Regions from separate parts of the Sus scrofa genome. Here region 2 is linked to region 1. The links are chromatin contacts, called in public HiChIP or PLAC-seq maps. All regions are on one chromosome and are shown on one strand. The core of a region is the stretch at or near the end of the contact, and the rest is flanking DNA. Distances in the headings are between cores, read along the strand shown. Region 1 has its middle 7.9 kb from the start of RRP12. Region 2 overlaps ZFYVE27 (protrudin).

Region 1 (2,525 bases), core at 13-2,512:
AGATGTGGCTCGGATTTGGCATTGCTTGGCTGTGGTGCAGGCTTGCAGCTGTAGTTTCCATTTGACCCCTAGCCTAGGAACTTCTATATGCTGCCACTGTGGCTGTAAAAAAAAAATGGGGGTGGGAGGAGCTGACTTGGCTAGGAGGTATGATTTGGCTCTTCCTCCCTTCCTTTTTACTGACTCTGGGTCTTGGTCTGGATTGTGATGTGATGGCTGGGGCTCCTGCAGCCTATATTTGGAGCATGAGGTGACACTGAGGATAGAAGTCACACACCATGGAGGGTGGAACAGAAAATGAGGGGGCCCAATCTGTGGAGCCACCATACCAGCCTGGACTACACACCTGCCTCTTGATTTTCTACATATGAATGAATTGACCCTATGTGTTTAAGCCACTGTAACCATGTTCTCTGTTATAGCAACAGAAAATGATTCCTTACTGATAAAGAGGCCTTGGCAAAAATCAGGGGTTCAAAGGAGTAAGTGAGGAAAGATTTAATTTTAGAGGAAGGTTGAGTTTTGGGTAATCAGGATGTCAGGTAACAAGGGCGATCATGCTGTCTGTCCTTACCCAGATTCCCTTAGTCCAGCCATGGACATCTACCATCAGGTGGAAGCAAGAGTGGTCTCCACCTTGGAGAGCGTCCCCAATGGGTTTTTTTGTTTGTTTTTTGGTTTGGTTTGGTTTTCTGGGCCTCACCTGACACATATGGAAGTTCCCAGGCTAGGGGTCAAATCAGAGACAAGCCAGAGCCACCAGCCTACGTCACAGCCAGCAATGACAGATCTGAGCTGCATCTGTGACCAATGGCACAGCTTGCAGCACCAGAGCCCAACCTACTGAGTGAGGCCAGGGATCGAACCACATCCTCATGGATACTAGTCAAGTTCTTTTTTTTTTTTTTTTTTTTTTGTCTTTTTAGGGCCATATCTGCGGCATATGGAGGTTCCCAGGCTAGGGGTCTAATTGGAGCTGTAGCTGCTGGCTTATACCACAGCCACAGCAATGCCAGATCCAAGCTGTGTCTGGGACCTACACCCCAGCTCATGGCAACACTGGATCCTTAACCCACTGAGTGAGGCCAGGGATTGAACCCGCAACATCATGGTTCCTAGTCAGATTCATTTCCACTGTGCCACGACAGGAACTCCAAGTCAAGTTCTCAACCCACTGAGCCACAACAGAACTCCTGAGACAGTCCCTGCTTTGAGCAAGAGCCCATCTGTCTTGCCCAAATACCAGCCCTCTTAGCACCGGAAGGGGAAACACACTTCCTCTTTTGTACATCAGGCCACGTGCTCATTCCCCCCCGACTTGCTCTAAGAAGCAAACTCTTCTTCCTAAAAGCTCTTCTTAGCCAAATGGAATGTTGCTGGCCCAGAAGCCATGGACACTCGGCCTTCTGCCTCAGTGTTGTGCCAGGCACGGTGCTAAGCATCTGGCACGTGTGTGATCTCATTTCAGCTTCCTAACAGCAGTCCCATTTTCAGATGAGGAAACTGTGGCTTAGAAAGTTCAGCCGCCTGCCCCTGGTCACACCTAGGACGTGGCTCCAAAGACAAGCTTGCGTAAGACCAAAGCCTGGGCGTTAACAGAGCTCCAGCAGTTAGGAAAATGCTCTGGAGCGGTTGTAACTCCATTGCATGGGTCAGGATGGGCTGCCCAGGGCAACAAAGCCCTTCTGCCCTCAGAACTTGATCGAAACCATTGCTTCCTCTTTGTGTGGGGCCAGAAGCTAAGCCTCAAGGTCTCTTTCCTCCTGCCTAGTGTCAAAAGAGATTACGGCCCCACTGACCTAAAAGAGGCCTTCCTGCTGGCCCTGGGGTTGATTATGGAGAGACAGCAGTGAGTGATGGCTTGGAGAAAGATCTTAAATTCTCTGTTCAGGAATCAAACCTGGGCAGACAAGCTAGAGGCTGAAAGCAGAATTGCCCTGATTCTTGCCCCCTGTTGAAAGTAAGACTGTTTTAAGGAGGCAAAGATGGTAAAAATCGGTATAAAGTTTGTTGTTAGAAACACAGTACATGGAGTTCCCGTCGTGGCTCAGTGGTTAACGAATCCGACTAGGAACCATGAGGTTGCGGGTTCGATCCCTGGCCTTGCTCAGTGGGTTAAGGATCCAGTGTTGCCGTGAGCTGGAGTGTAGGTCCCAGACACAGCTTAGATCTGGCATTGCTGTGGCTGTGGTGTAGGCCAGCAGCTACAGCTCCAATTAGACCCCTAGCCTGGGAACCTCCATATGCTTGCAGGAGCGGGCAAAGAAATGGCAAAAAAAAAAGAAATACAGAGAATTAATCCATTAGTCCAAGGCAGAAGTAAAGCAGTAATACACACCAAAGAAGTGAGTGGGCAGGTGACCCCTCCGAGTGAGGAGTGTGCCAGAGAGGCGACTTAATTTACTTCCATAGGGCAGTTCTTCTGGGTCTTTGTCTTCCCTGGGCCAATTATCTTGTTTTATTTTCCTGCACCTGACCCGACCTGGGGCCCTCCCCTGATCTGCATGTGCATCTTTTGGCCAAGA
Region 2 (2,525 bases), core at 16-2,515, 280 kb before region 1:
CTCAGTGGGTTAACGATCCGGCGTTGCCGTGAGCTGTGGTGTAGGTCGCAGATGTGGCTCAGATCCTGCGTTGCTGTGGCTCTGGCGTAAGCTGGCAGCTACAGCTCCGATTCAACCCCTAGCCTGGGAATCTCCATATGCCTCGGGAGCGGCCCAAGAAATGGCAAAAAAGACCAAAAAAAAAAAAAAAGAGAGAGAGAGACATAAAAACTAAATGCAATGTGAGTCTGGACTGGATCCTAGATCAGGAGAAATTTATTTAAAAGACCTTATTAATACAACTAGCAAAATGTGATCATGAACAGTTATTAGAGAATAGTACCCATGTTAATGTTATCAATGTCAATTTTCTAATGTTGATTACAGGACTGAGGACAGATAAGAAAATGTCCTTGTTCTCACAAAATACACACTGAAGTATTTGGGGTAAATAGGCAAGATGTTTGTAACTTACTTTCAAACGGTTCAGGAAGAAAAAAATAATGTTTTAGTGTAGAGAGAAAGATAAAAGCCAATGTGGCAAAATGTTAATAACTGCTCTATCTGGGGAAAGGGCAAATGGGAGTTCTTTGTAATATTCTTGGAACTCTTCTGTAAGTTTAAAATTATTTCAAAGTAAAAAGGTTTTTTGAAAAACTGCAGATACCCAGGCCCCACTCCAGATAAACTGACTCAGAATTTCAGAGGTGGGGCCCAGCGCTCCACCTCTGGAGGTGGAGGTTTTCTGGAGCTCTGTAGATGCCTCTGCTGCCTGGGGGTTGGGGGGGGGGGTGATGAGAACCCCTGCTGTGTGTCAAGAGAGCCACTGAAATTGCTACCGTTAACATTACCCAACAGTCTTAAGGTGCTTCCTCAGAAGGACCAGCTCTGTCACATGCAGGAAGTTCCCCCACAGCGTAGTGATGATGACTAATATTTACTGAACACTTCCTGGGTATCAGACACTCATTTTAGTCTCCACAACCACCTATGAGGTATTATCCCATTTAACAGATAAGGAACCTGAGGCCCAGGAGGGCTGAGCAACTTGCCCTAAGTCACACAGCAAGTAAACGGAAGAGCTGGGATTTGAACCCAGGCAGTGGCTCATGTGTCCAAGTGCTTAGTACAGACTCCAAAATGAAATCAGCTACCTCTGGATTCCCATCCCAGCTGAGTCACTTCCAGCTGTGTAAGCCTTTTTCCTCATCCATAAAGGGAGGACAATCATAGTAGCTACTGCCTAGAACTGTTAAAAAGAGGAAAGGAAATAACATTCATGGTTTGCCCAATACAGCAAGCACTCGGTGTGGTGGCAGCTAGTACTGTCACTGTTCCTCACCTCCCTGGCCCCTTCCATACTCACAAGCTCTTCACCTCAGCCACGGCCTCGGGACGGGACAGGCGCACTCTCTGCAGGTCCTCCTGCCTCACGCTATGGTACTTCCTCCGCATCAGCTCAGACTCGGGCAGCCGTGCCCGGCAGACCTCCTGCAGGTAGCCCAGCAGGGCGGGTACTGAAATCATCAGGGCGCCCACTGAGTACCATGCACCTAGAGGAGCAAGAGCACTGCAGATAAGCAGGGAGCAAGGGCCAGGAGCCTCCATTCACATGCTCACCTCCCCGCCTCCTCCAGGGCTCTGCCCGAAAAGACCTTCCCCAATCACTCGGTGTGAAACAGTAACTCCACGCTCACTCTCCAGCCCTAAAACCCAGCTTCAGATTTCCTCACAGAATGTATCACCACGTGGCAGATTACAGGTATGGTCACTGGCTCCTCCATGAATACAGACTCCTGAGGGCTGGGACTTTGCCCATCTGGTCACTGCTGTAGCTCCAGACCATTTTAAAAAATATTAAATACCCTACACTAGCACATAACATACAGCAGGTGACTCGAGTCTGGAATCTGGACACTAGGAGTTCCTGACGACTGACTTTCTGACCTCTGGGCCACAGGGGAGATTGGGAGCCTTCCTCTGGAGCTAAGGATAACACAGACCACTGTGGATTGAGAAATGGTGAGGCTGAAAGAAAATCCAAAGAAGGCACTTCTTCCATGTTCCATGGTACCCCCCAAACAAGCTAACAGAGAACTGCAGAGTAAATGGTTGTTAAACACCTGCCATCTGAACTGATTTATTTTGGAAATACATTCAGAAAAATCTAAGAGCCTGGGAAGGATACCTGAGTTTCAACCAGGCAAAGAAGAGTCCCACTAAGACACAGAAGATGAGGTCCTATGTGAACTGGGTTTCTTTTCAACCCACTGAAACCACAGGAAGCAATGGAGACACGTGAGAAATGCAAGAATAAAGGACCCAGCTCCTCAGAACATTCTGTCCCAGGTCTTTTATTTTCCCTTGAGTGGCTGGGCTTTTCCTGCAGCCATCTGCCAGTTCCAACCGAAAGGTCTGGATCACAGCATATCTTGTCATGAAAGGTCCCCAGGAGCTACTCCAGCTACCCACCTGTCCACCCACCAACCTCAAAGGCTTCATGCCACAGACCTCTCACCACTGGTGAATGCCCAGCAGCCCCCGCC

Evidence for each region. HiChIP or PLAC-seq counts read pairs in DNA pulled down with a chosen protein or histone mark.
Region 2: an H3K27ac HiChIP or PLAC-seq map of alveolar macrophages shows a contact between it and region 1. The contact joins two enhancer-like sites. A contact is called at or near these places in 2 of 5 promoter capture datasets (fetal liver and liver), 2 of 47 Hi-C or Micro-C datasets (embryonic fibroblasts and skeletal muscle) and 1 of 2 datasets of contacts at active chromatin or transcription factors (alveolar macrophages).

The regions. Positions count from the first base shown.
Region 1 is chr14:108,812,123-108,814,647 of Sscrofa11.1, reverse strand. No RefSeq gene overlaps it. Among named protein-coding and RNA genes, the nearest start is that of RRP12, 7.9 kb to the right of the region's middle. Within about 2 kb of position 1,262, at least 15 of the 83 cell types and tissues checked have an H3K27ac peak or open chromatin away from gene starts, as enhancers often do. A contact at or near this core is called in alveolar macrophages, where this site is marked.
Region 2 is chr14:109,095,836-109,098,360 of Sscrofa11.1, reverse strand. ZFYVE27 (protrudin) reads right to left here. Exons shown (of 13, transcript XM_005657447.3): 4 at 1,346-1,532. Among named protein-coding and RNA genes, the nearest start is that of ZFYVE27, 8.3 kb to the right of the region's middle. Within about 2 kb of position 1,265, at least 4 of the 83 cell types and tissues checked have an H3K27ac peak or open chromatin away from gene starts, as enhancers often do. A contact at or near this core is called in alveolar macrophages, where this site is marked.